Linked DNA regions of Zea mays: region 2 is linked to region 1. A link is a contact called in public Hi-C data. All regions are on one chromosome and are shown on one strand. The core of a region is the stretch at or near the end of the contact, and the rest is flanking DNA. Distances in the headings are between cores, read along the strand shown. Region 1 has its middle 150 kb from the start of LOC100285091. Region 2 has its middle 15 kb from the start of LOC542184.

What was found. Hi-C and Micro-C count contacts between places; a contact is called where the count stands out from the background.
Region 2: a contact with region 1 is called in a Hi-C map of tassel, with 3 times the contacts expected there. The contact joins two enhancer-like sites. A contact is called at or near these places in 2 of 25 Hi-C or Micro-C datasets (ear and tassel).

Annotation. Positions count from the first base shown.
Region 1 is chr8:36,098,892-36,105,221 of Zm-B73-REFERENCE-NAM-5.0, reverse strand. No RefSeq gene overlaps it. Among protein-coding and RNA genes, the nearest start is that of LOC100285091, 150 kb to the right of the region's middle. Within about 2 kb of position 3,306, at least 9 of the 20 cell types and tissues checked have an H3K27ac peak or open chromatin away from gene starts, as enhancers often do. A contact at or near this core is called in ear and tassel, where this site is marked.
Region 2 is chr8:36,536,537-36,543,841 of Zm-B73-REFERENCE-NAM-5.0, reverse strand. No RefSeq gene overlaps it. Among protein-coding and RNA genes, the nearest start is that of LOC542184, 15 kb to the right of the region's middle. Within about 2 kb of position 5,336, at least 17 of the 20 cell types and tissues checked have an H3K27ac peak or open chromatin away from gene starts, as enhancers often do. A contact at or near this core is called in ear and tassel, where this site is marked.

The DNA.
Region 1 (6,330 bases), core at 2,057-4,556:
AGGCCTTCTATATTCATTATCAGCAACAAACCAAACCCAAATCCTTTATCCTTTCCTTTAGCATGTTCGACAATGTAAGCGTTGTGTTATTCACAGCAGTTGGAGAGCACCTCATTACTGTGTACCTCCTTTTTCATTGTGCAGTCAGTTATAGCATTTGCGTGCCTCCTTTTTCATCGCTTCTAGGGTTTCACACTTTGTGTGTACCGATCGGAAATTCGTTCTACAGTTGTTGCTGCGGCGTGGATACTGCAGGGTGCTTCAGGTATGGTTTTCCTCCACCCCCATTGAAATCGTTTTTGATTTTTAATGCAGTTTATTCAAAGAGCATTTTTACATTGGAAAGGGGCGGAGAGGGTGAGTACTAGTTAGTACTAGATTTATGCATACTATTTTTTTAAGTGAAACATTCTCTGTAGGGTTATCTGTTAATATATTATCGAGTCAGTAATATGTGTATCATTCAGTAATAATGGTGAATAGTCAGTAAGCAGATATTTATAGGATAACCCTGTAGTGTATAGTCAGTAATAACCTCGACTATTCAATAATAACGTCGAACAACGGTAATATTTGTCATAGATTTTTTGGTGCCTAGATTTGTTTTATGAGTATAGTAAGTATCAATGTTGAATATTCAGTAGTAAAGTTGAACATTCAGTAGCAACGTCGAATATAGTTTTTTTTAATTTGTTTTACAAGCATAGTTAGTAACAACGTCGAATATTCAGTAACAACGATCAACAGTTAGTAATATACATTCGAATGGGGTAACAATCTACTTTATAGCAGTATATAATAGGCAGTCAGTAACTATTTTTTTCAAGTTATAAGAATTGGTAATATAAACAATATTCAGTAACAACATAGAAGAGTCAGTATTATAGGGGTATGGACATATATTTTTTGTATCTGATTTTTTATGTTTTACTGTCGCAAACAATGTCAACAAAGGTATATCCTACTAGTACTTGAACAATTTAAGTTCCATAGGAAATACAACAGTTCTTAGACTTTGATCATTTTTACATGCATGCAAATGAGAATGAATCTCTAGAATATGGTGTGGAACAAGTCTCTACTATCTATTAAGGCAATACTGTAGACCATGGCACTACCACGACTTCACCCTCCCCAGACCCCACTGGCAGATATGCAGCCCGTCGCATCCTCTATTGGTCATTCCGATCTCGAGGCCTAAGCATGGCGGCCTTGCATTGGAGGCCCAAGCCCAACACAACTAGCTTCAGTTTGGTACACCTGGTGGCTCGATAGTCCGGCAACAATTAGCAACATCTACATGCACGTAGAAGCGGTAGTTGAGTTTAAGCGCAGAAACAACCCCAGCCCCAGCAGTGTATAGTTGGCGACAAGTCTCCCAAGCAACGCAATGGCTTTTTATTACCTCTCACTTACAAGTACAGTTGTAGTATATGTTCATGTATGCACACACTCACACCAAAACGCACACCAACTCACCCCTACCGTACACAAGCAGACCATGACTCCACCCTCCCCAGGCCCGCACACGCTCACCAACACCCATGTCGCCTCCCGCACCCTTCGCGTCTTCACGCCATCCGCAACCTCCATGCCATGTCAGTTGTTGCATCCCACCCGCCCACTCCACAACAGACTACCGCCCGCTTCTCACGTCGTGGACTCGTGGTACTCCACCCGTAAGGAGGGTGCCCGCCTAGATAAGGTTGCATCGGTTTCTCCCATAGCCACCACTGCTGAATGGCGATTGATTCCAATAATTGGTGGGAGCTTTCCTCACTAACCTAACCGGCCAACAACTCACGATCGAGTGTCATCTCGCCAGACACTCGTCCACAAGCTCGACGACGCCTAGATGAAGCTGACGCTGAGGTTCCACCTCACTGCCACCCCCGCAACGCCGACATCGGCCTCAGGTCCGGATTTGGACCCGCAGCATCCACTGTCGTTCCCGACCACGAGGCACCATCACTAGCGATGGCGTCGCCGAGCGGCGGTGAGTCTCCCCGTGACGCCCAGATGAGGTTGACGCCGAGGTTCCACCTTACCACCCAAGTGATGTTTGTTGTTTCGTATATATGTTTCATACTAATTTTTCACTCCCGCGGCAACGCACGGGCATGAACCTAGTGAACACATAGAACAATAATGGAGTCTTGGAAGAGTTCCGGGAACTCTAGTATCTTCTGAGCAACGTGTACTAATGATTTTCAGATATAATGAGAATTAATGCACATATAAAATATACGCCTATATGTAATCAAGTGTCTTAGCATAAGGTAACATCCATATCTAAATTAAACTTTCGAGAGTGGACATCCTTAGCTTCAAATTGAACAGATTAAGGTCATTGAAATCGAATAGAAGGTGAGGGATTTGAACAAATTAAGGTCCACTGTGTGAGGCGACACCAAGGAGAGCAGAGAGTTGTTGGGGGAAGTGATTTAGGGGGTGTTTAGGAGAGCTCTCACGACTCTGCTCCCAGCGAGAATCACTTATGCCGAGTTAAACGATAAAAATCTAAACTGCTCCGTTGTGGGAGTGGAGTGAATCTAGTCTCTATATTATATTGTACTAGAAAGTGCGAGCAAAAAATATGCTTTCCACCGCTCCCAACCTACTCCTCACTCTCTAATCCCTCAAGAATTAATTCACAACCTATTTGTCAAACGGTTTTCGTCAAATAGATTTACTTCCGGTAGAGAATCACTCGAAATCACTCTATTACAGAATCAGGTCTCTGAGTTAGATAATCATGGAGCGGAACTCTACCAAACTTTGGGTAGGAGTGGAATAGACGTGACAACCAGTTATATATATACAAGGTGAGGGACTGAGCCAATAGGAGAGAGTCGTTGGCCGTTGCTGTCTAGCAGAGCTAGGGCTGGAAAAAAGCTCGAAGCTCGTGAGTCGCGAGTGAGCCAGGTTTTCGAGCTCGTTGAGGCAACGAGCCGAGCGAAGCCGCTCGGGCTCGCGAGCCGGCTCACGAGCTGCACAAAAATAATCAACCTACACAATAATGATGGATATTGGTTAATTTATAGATATCTGACTCGTTTCTTAGTCTTTAATGGTGTATGTATATAACAATTATAATTTAGATTACTTGTAATGTCGTGTTATGATTATTTATTTTATGTTTATAGACCATTAATTAACTATATAATATGATGTTAGTTTTTAAAGTGTAGCTCGCGAGCCGAGCCTCCTTTTAAAGGTCGGTGAGTAGGCAAGGCGAGGCGAGCCGAGCCAAGCTCGACCACTGAGCGAGCCACACCTACCCGGCTCGTTTCCAGAGCAGTCATCGTGTATGCCGTTGTTGGCCGGACCAGCACGCTCCTTCGTACCGGGATAAGACTCTGAGTCATACCAGGCTTAAAACCGTGCTGTCATACCTCGACATGCATGAACATCTATAGATCGCTATTCTGCTGGTGGTTATGTACAATGCCGCGAAATAGGTGATCAAAGGCGTGTTACAATGTTAGTACTGCTATATAAGCGTACAATACGGTATACGGATCACACATTGTCTCTGCGTTCACAAATCACAACAATGAGCTTCGCTTTCGGTGCCGCTTTGCCGCTAGTCGTAGGCTAGCTCGTCGCATGCAATGTTAGTGCGGGCGGCGTGGCCGTTTCTGTGGAAGGGCCAAAGCTTTTTCCCTTTGCGACTCGCATCGCAGGCAGAGAGAGGCAGGACCGCAGGAGGCGCCCTGTTGCTGCACCAGCCTACCGAGCCTGACGACGACCTTGGTGCTACGCATGCATGTGGCTTTCTCAGCACGAACAGGTACAGTACAACGGCCCCATGGAACAGGTCTAGTTAGCGACACGCCCTACAAGTGTACTAGCAGTAATATATTTTGCGTACGTAGCGTCGTGACAGCCAAATGCTTACTGATGCGCCTTGGCATTTGCTTTGCTAGTAACACGAATCTATCTTGTCCATTATTTAAGCTACAGGTGATCCATCAAACGCATTCTGATGAGCTCACAGGCTGGCTGGCGACCAGCTGCACTGAAGCAGCTCTCGTGTCATCTGTCATGTGGTAGTATGCACGTGCACGCCACGCGAGGGCAAGGCCCGCCTCTGCGCCGAGTTACGAGGCGACCAACGTGCTCCGTCAGGGTCAAACACACGGCTGACCATGCTGTCAGGCGCGCACACTCCTCGAACAAATATTGGCGGGAAGGATGGCGCCGCGGCACCATGAACATTCTTCAAATTTACCTCCTGGTTTTGGGAGGATGGACAGCCTTTGTGAGTTATTTATCCAATACCGTACTGCACGTATCGCGTTCTCCTATGCGGATTAGATTGACTCAAACGTTTTCTGTGTAACCGTATTTTACTAGTGAGATGCCGGTACATTTGTAACACCCCGAGGGTCCACAAACACCCAGAATGCTACTAAACAACACTTCTGCCATCTATATATAAAATTTCGGCAGCATCCCCTTTGCAAAATTGCATAGACGAGGGGGCAACAGTGTATAAACATATATCATGACAAAAACATACTAAGTACTATTAATCGGCTAGCAAAGAGAAGTTAAACATACGACATGAACTAAATTAACTAGTGCACACGACTAGTTAAAAAACAAACTTCCTTTGATAATAAATTTCTAATTAAATCATGGCTGCACCTCGGCAGCGCTATTGTGAGAGTGAAAGTGGACGTGCTGCTACTCCCCTCATTCCCAACATGTATCAAGTACCTGCATTGAGTAATGCAAGAGTGAGATGACACATCTCAGCAAGTAAAATAATATCAAACTGTTTAACCACATAAGAACATTGTTTTACCACCACTTGATTCCACAACCTTCTTATTACGAAGGTGCAGCACGTATACAACGTACAACACACCTAGTCACCACACCTCGCAGGTAGAAACCACAATAGTAACATAGTAATGTCACACTTCATATATATATACCTCATGAGTGCAAATGTCTGCAAATGCAAGAATGACTTCTGCCTTCATACCTCTAAGGATATGAAGCCGCATCGTACCCCTCCTCGGGCAACGTACGATGCTAAAAATGTACCGGTACGGTCGGACCATAAGATCACGACATAACTTCACAATGCAAGATGGATGATGCGATGTGCATGTCATGCCTACAACACTTCATATAACGTGATTCAAAAAGATACTTCAACTTCATCCAAGATGGGAATCAACCACATATATCATTAACAAATTATGATCATCCACAATATTAGACAATTGAGAATTAATACTTCCAAACAAATAAACTTCATCATAGAATTCAATGATTAACATAATTAAACTTATGCATACTCAATGACAGGGAATAGGATGCAAACCAAACGGTAGCAACCACCACTGTATTTACTTGCCTTTACCGGAAGTTCAGGCAAATCCCTAAGTACGATCCGGAAGTCCACCATCTGTTTTTGACACACAACTTAGTGCACCAATTTCACATAATCAGGCTCATGAGCGACGCTGCACCTACGCACAAACTCAAACCCCGCCGCGGGTTACATCTCTCCCCACACCCACCAAACTGCAGCGGGGCTGCTTAATAATTTCATAACTTTAAAATTATGACAGCAGTGGTAACAAACAAAAACTCCAGAGGCATCTACATAAAATTCCCCACAAGTTTTGTACACAATTTATAATTAAATTCCAACATCTAATTAGCCCAAAACAGTCCACAAGATGAACCCTGTAATCTGTTTTTTTTTTGTCTTTTGGACAGCGACATACCCGGATTCAAACAGCGATATCTTTTGAAATATAATTCCAAATCAAGCGCATAAGTACTCATTGGAAAGATAAGACAAAGCCCTACATTATTATCATACTGGTTAACACTAATTACCCACGAAAAATGCCCAGAAACTGCTAATACTACTGCTGTTCACCCACCTGAAAATCTGTTTTTTTGGACAGCAACATAACCGGATTGAAACAACGATATCTCCTAAATTATAACTCCGAATCGAGCGCATAAGTACCCGTTGGAAAGGTATGACAAAGCTCTACATGATTCACCCACTGATCCCCACTAATTACCCACGAAAAATTCCCAGAAATCCCAAGAACTACTGTTGTTCGCCCACCCACAAAATTTCAGGACAGCACCTCTACCGATTCGGATAGGTAAACATATAATCAATTGGATTACAACACAATTAAACAAGATAAAATCTCAAAATCACCTTGAATCCTCCCCCTTTCCGCCCTTCTTCCCTCCACCAAAATCCAATTGGAGACATGCACCAACGCGACGTAGATCCGAGCGGGAAAGGAATGGCACCTTGGAGAGAAGGGCTTGAGGAGGGGG
Region 2 (7,305 bases), core at 4,087-6,586, 440 kb before region 1:
ACCAGTGCTTCCAGATCCGCATCGCTAATGGAAGACATAGCCCACGGGTCACGGGGAGGAAGGACAGTGATCTTTTCCGCCATCGAAACGAACAGAAGGCGAAGAGCTCTTTGGGCGGAAGCTGAAGACGACGTTTGAAGGAAAAGAATTGAAACTACAAAGGTAACGGTCCAAAGCCCTCCCTCTTGGTCAGCTTTATCGGACGAACAGAGCCACCAAGGAACGATTCGAAAAACGGCTAGACAACGGCCGCTTCGAGTCCCGCGAGCACTCGTGCCACAAACGATCGGTTGGCAGGCAAAACATCCCGTCACATTAAGGGTGTGTTTGGTTTGACTTTTGGCTTTGGCTTTTAGCCCCTAAAAGCCAAAAGTCAAACCAAATGGCTGGATTTAGAAAGCAGCTTTTTCTAAAACATGTCTTTCTCGCAGTGCAAAATTGAAAACACCTCTAGACCTGCTTTTAGTGGCTTTTGGATGGAACTGTGAAAACATATGTCGAAGAACTTTTAACGGATTTTAGTGGTTTCCATCAAACAGTTTTAGCTTTTTAACAACTCACAGCCCACAACAGTTTTTTCCACAGCTCACAGCCCACAACAGTTTTTTTCACAGCCACAACCCAACCAAACAGACCCTAAATGACTGTGTCCCCTCCAAGGAAAAACACGCCGAGCGCCGTTCCACACTCCACCTCAAAAGGTACACCCTCTCCCCTTGACTATACCGCCTCTTAATCCCCTCGGCAACCGAACTAGGAAGAAGCATCATCTGCCTCGAGCGACCCCCCTCGGAAAAGGAGAAGCGAATCGAAAAAAAGTAGTCTTCTACCTCAGCCTGTCACTTCGGAAGGAAAGGCATGGAAAGATATTATTTAGAGGTTCAAAGGCTCCACCCTCAGCAGGGTTCGGATGAACCGCCTTAGGACTTCAGGGCTCCGAGCCCAATATTGATCAGGGGTTCGAAGGTTGGCCCCTCGAAAGGGCTCCAAAACCGCCCAGAGCATAGAGTCAGAGATGACTATAGGTACGCCCGTACATGGCCTTAGTTCGGGTTGCAACCCGAGGTACCTTAAGATATATTCGAGAACCCCCGGGAGCGATTCATGACGGTATCCCATCGTAGGGAGGCATTGAGCCCTCGAATCCCATCGAATGGGTCTGGGACCAGGCAAATCACCTGTAGGTACCTTTAGGGCGTGTCTTCGGACCTCAAGCCGACTGCAATCGAAAGGAGCTCAGACCCCCACTCGGATCACCCGTTAACAGCTCAACGGAAATGTCATGCTTGTTGCCCATCGAGGGTGGCATCACGCATTCCCCCCTCTTCCTCCTCGCAGAGAGGCGATGAAGGGGCGTACGAACCACAAGTCGAGGCATCCCTTGATCGACCTATTGCTCCGTGCAAAGGCTCGGGGGCTGCCCTCATAAACCACATAAAAAGGCTCCCACGGTCTGACCAAAGATCAAATGGAACCTACCAAAGAACAAAAGCCCCCGAAGGAGTCAACCACTCCTTCGGGGCCTCGGGGGCTACACCCGACGAGTGTGCTCATGCGCACCCATCGAATAACGAGCACGTCCTATCTCTCAAAAAGCAGCATGCTCGCGGGCAAGTAGGAGAGCCTCCAAATAAGTACCAAAAGTACTTCCTTGGAAGGCTCAGGGGCTACTGTTGGGTGCGATAATTAGGAACACCCAAATTACCCCCTAACAAACGCACTCAGAGAGATAAGGACTAAACCCCAAGGGGCGACATCCGGGCCACCTATAAAAGCCGAGACACCCCCCGAGCATCTCCCACCTCAAGCGGAGCTCCACCTCACCCGAAGACGACATCACTCACTTCGTCTCGCCCGAGGTCGCCTCAGCCTAGTCCGTCTCGCCTGAGCCAGCCTTGTGCAGATAGGACAAGGACGCTCGAAAATAGGTAGGGGACTGGTGCATTTAATGTGTGTGCCAAACTGCACCGTGGCAGTGGAGCACAATGGTGGATAAGATAGCGATCACGTCTAAGCGTAGCGGCATGATTACGCCTATGCCAAATAGTGTGCGCACGCCACTTGGCACCCTCCGATGGGACGCCTAAATACGACAAGCCGAGAAGACGAGTCTTCGAGCGCTCCGCCTCGCTCAACCCAAGCTCAGCCCTTAGACAAGCTCTCCGCCTCGCCCGAGCTCGGCCTCGGCCAGTGACTACGCCACGAATCCCACAGACAACCACTCTGCCCTACTGTAGCGCACGTCGAGAGATGGCTCGGCTAGCGCCTTGGGAAGACTTCTGCATCAACTAAACAAAGGCTCTTATCTTAATGAAAGTTGAATAGAATCTCGACACATCACGTGCCAGGACGATGACGTACCCCGTAAACGACCCTTGGCCCATATCCCGGCGCTGTTACAACCACTACGGCGTGGGCGGCCTCTCCCTCGGGAACTCGGGCGTACGGACGACCCCTTAGCTTCGGCTCTCTACGGGAAGTCAGCACACACGAATCTACTGCACGGTCCGCCGTCACGTCAGGTGTCAGGGCATCTCTCCTTCAAAATACAAGACCCGGCCTCACCAAGGGCGCTCCTCTGGGCGTATAAATAGGGTAGGGGACCCTCCACGAAAGAAGGAGGATCAACATCTACGCAAAGGGACACACGTAGTCGAGTTCTTGTTTTCTCACTTTGTCTTAGATATTGGCACTTGCCTCAATCATCTCTAGGGACTTGGGGACTTCCCCTCTCTCACTGTGCTTGTAAACACCTACTATAGGCACCAAGGTGCCAGTAATATAAGCCTCATCCCCTCTGCTGGAAGTAGGGCCACGAGTTGCCCGAACCAGGATAATCGCTTGTGTCATGTCGCACACCATCTAGAGCCGGCCACGCGGCACATTTACTGGTTGGTTAAGGACCCACAGTCCAAACACCGACACCCGGGTAGGAGATGCAGTCATGACTCACGTGGCGGGAGATGCAGTCACGACTCCCGAGGCCAACCCCAGGCAGGAGATACAATCACGACTTGCCCGAGGCTAACCTTGGGTGGGAGATCTAGTCACGACTCGTCCGAGGTCAACCTCAGGCGGAGACGCAGTCATGACTCGCCCGAGGCCAATCCCGGCGGGAGACACATTCATGACTCGCCCGAGGCCAACCTCGGGCGGGAGACACATTCACGACTCGCTCAAGGCCAATATTAGGAGTACATGGAGTTGTTTTATGATATTGATAATGTTTGCCACACAGATTTTGCATATTATAGTGATGTTGTCGTTCTGTATCTATGTTTCATACAAATTTTTTACTCCCGTCGTAACGCACGGGCATACCTAGATTATAATTAATCTCGTATAAATATTGGACGACCACTATCCATGATATCAAAATACCGGTGATGTTATCGACACGTTGTAGCTATAATCATCACTGTAGCTACCGTATTTATTGTCTTCCACTATCAGCCACGTCATCAGCATACCTACTGCAAAAACTAAGCAGCTGAATATGTCCAAAGTATTTTAGAACATTTTGTGCCAAACTAGCCCTTAGGACATCTCTCGTAGATCCTCTATCACATCCCTATCTTATTCTCGATTTCAAACTTCATTATGCAAACAGTGTTAAAGTATCATCTACAATGTCATGTGTCCTATTTTACACGATCCACCAAAGATAGCCTTCGGGCAAGTTTGTAACTGTGTAACTATCCAGGTCTGTGAATCAAGGGTCCACAAACCGGTCGCCTAATTCGGCTAACCGGTCGACTAACCGGTTATCGGCGCCGGTCGGTAAGGCCAATACCCCAGTTTTGGATTTTGAATTTGAAAAATATAAATTTTGAAAACTTTTGATGCCAATTTTTTATAAATACTATGGATTATTTGAAGACTTTTTGCTAAAACAAAATTTCAAAATACGCAACGGATTTCAAACTAAAAATCATGGAAGTTTCGGAAAAATACAAAAAAAGAAAAACAATATATCGGCTAGTATTACCGATTAGCCGCTCACCAAAGCTGATAAATCGATGTATATGACTGATTAGCCGGCAACCGAGTAGGAGCTAGGGTTTAGGGGATTTTTTTCTCCTTTTCATCATAAATCTTTTCAAATTATCACTTTTACATGCAATATGGGCTAATAATACTTACAATAATAGATCACTAGAATATTAGGCGCCCTTCGGGTGCCCTAGATATTCATAGTTTTATTTGTGAATATTAAACAGTAATACTAAGACCTAATAAAACATTGGTTCTTAAATTCATTGTCATCAACCTAACTGCTAAAACCAAATTTCAAAATATGAATGGCAGGACCCTGAGTACTACTAAATGTTGGTGGAGTCGTGGAGTACGACTTTTACGTTGACCAGTCAGACTTGGAAAGATTACATCACATAATCAGTGGAATGCACACCCGTGGGAATGGTCCTCACCGGATGGTGTACTGTATCTTAGATGGTATTTATGAACTATGAAACAGTGACATGTAATATATTTGAACCATGGAACAGTGTCATACAATGTATTTTGAACCGCTAAATGTTGTTATTAGACTTGTGATAACATTTAGACCGATCTAAATATGATTTATTTGCTAAAAAACAAGAGGTTTGATTTCTCGCGCACTGCTACCAATTTATCAAATTGGTGACCGATAAATCGGTCTTATCGGCCGATTAATCGATTTTGAGTCGTTTGAATTCAAAAACTATGAAAAAATGTTATTTGAACTGCTAAATGTTGTTATTGGATTTGTGATAATGTTCAGGGTCATCTTTTGTTTAAATTATGGGATCTCAATATGCTTTATTTGTAAAAATATATATGGCTCGGATTATATTTCTATGTCGCCGGTTTATCAGACCAGAATATGATATTCCGATTAATCGGATTTATCGGGTTTTCGAATTAAAAAACTGAGCGGTTTCGATTTTGTCCGGTCGCGATAAACTGGTTATCGATGGGCGCCGGGTTTTAGCTCTTTAAGGTCTTGTTCAGTTAATCCTGTTACCTATGGATTAGATAAGGTTAGAAAAAATTAACAAGAATTTTGACTTGTTTGAAATTTGAACCCATCAAATTTTATTCAATCCAGATGGATTGAGAGCTAACCAAAAAAGTCCTAACCGTTTTGGTGAAGCTGCTGTGAATTGCGTACCAGTAGGAGTATCTGTAAGTCCCTGTGTGAACTGCAAATATTTCCGGAAGGGTAGGGTTGCGTGCAGAAGATACCAAGTTCGCATTTCCTTCTTGTTCTTGGTCTTATCGGCTGACACGGAGGTAGGTGGGTGGATGCCGGTCCATTTGTGATTCTGTGTGCGCCGCCAGCCCAAAAACCAGCGGCTGACCCACGAATCTCCGGCGGCCCACGGGAAACGCCTGACGCGCCTTGGCGGCTTGGCCTGTCCAAGCAACAAGTGCGCGAGCGAAACGTGTGTTCCTGTTCTAGCGCGTGTAGGACAGCTGGACAGTGAAAAGTTTATTACTCCCTCAACAATCATAAGAACTAGTCTTTGTCTCTTAACTTTAAAACCGGACATAGCCCTTCCCTTATCTTTAATAACGACACATGTGACCAACTGCTTCGTTTATATGTTTGTTTCAGCCAAATCAGTAAATATAAGATATGATATGTTTCAGTACAAAGTTTTTGTTATATTTTTAGATCTATGTTTTTTCCTATAATTAATTCACAACTGTAGTTTCCATGGTCCAATTGGGATGATATATTTTTTGCAGGATAATCATTGTATTCTTAAGTTATAGTAAAAAGATCATATTTATTGGATCTTGTATTATTAAGTCATAGATTTTTTTTCTATATTTATACTTGTTAAATAGTTAGAAGTTTGTAAAGGTAGAAAATATGTGTTCTATGTGCAATGTTCTCTATAACAATATGGTCATGTTCAGTGTTCATAATTTGTACAATAGTAGCATTACATACAGAACATATATGTTCTATGTTTACATGTGTACGGTTTAAAACTATTTAACAAGCATAAATATAGATAAATCTATAACTCAGTAATACATGTTGGAATGTGTTTAAAATTTAGATTATCAAAAAAGTATCACAATTGGATAGAAATTGTAGCTATAAATTAATTATAGAAAACATAGAACTAATGCTAGAACTATTTTTTTATTGTAACATACTGTATCATATATTCATATGTTCTGTGTATAGATTTTAATAATGTTAGATTTTTATTTTGTATTTATCTATGATTTACTATTATTTTTAAATATGTAGGTAAAATAAACTTAGAAGAAGAAAAAAAAGAAAAACCATTGAACCAAACAGTTATAAGGTCATGTGTCCAATTTTGACCGATACAATAGAAGCTGTGAATTGAGAGGTGAAATGGAGCTTTCTTTTATGACCTGTCCAAAAAAATCCTGATATGATCAGACTCGATTAATCGGACAAATGTGTATGTATTATAGTTTTGACCCGCAATAATCTACGGATTAGATACAGAACGTGATTTTTAACCCAAAACTTGATCCAACCCAAAAAACACTCCCAAACGATGACCCGTTTCCGGAAAAGTCTAGACGCATGTTGTGGTTGAAATGTCTCTCTACTTGGAGTCTTGGACCGCCCGGCGACCGTGGGTTGTCTTCTCCTGAAGATGGGGGAAACGCATGTATTTTCTGTTCTAGGAAAAGCAAGGAACAATGGCACGGATATGAATGTCCAATTCAGTGTGGTAAAATCTTCCAAAAAGCTTATATAGTACTATGTCTCATTTTATCGTTCGTTTGAGCTTGTTCTTTTTTTATCCATATTTAAATAAATAACAATAAATCTAAACACATACGTAATACACAAACATTAAATATTATATAAATCTATTAACACTCTAAAATGAATATTATTTTAGAATGGATGTAGTAGGTAATATCAAATATTATATGAATCTACTATCGAATACTATTTTAGGATAGACTATTTTAGGATAGAGGTAGTAGGAAAAATGACAAGCCCAGTTACAAAGCTCCAACGAAACAGCGAAGAGCGAACGGCTAAGATGCATCGACCAACACTTTACAGCGCGTTTGTAACACCCACTTTGTAAATTACTAGAAATAATACCAATAGAGAAACATTTTCTCTTTATGTGAGTTTTGATCTTCATGCATCATCCTATGTGAACACCATGTCCAAGAACAATTAATAAAAAGACGTGCTACTAAATTCATGCATCATGTTGAATATTTTATTTTTGTGTGCATTTTGTAACAAGAAAATATTAAAGACCAAAAAGGGAAAATTAAATCCTAAAAGAAATTCTTGAATCT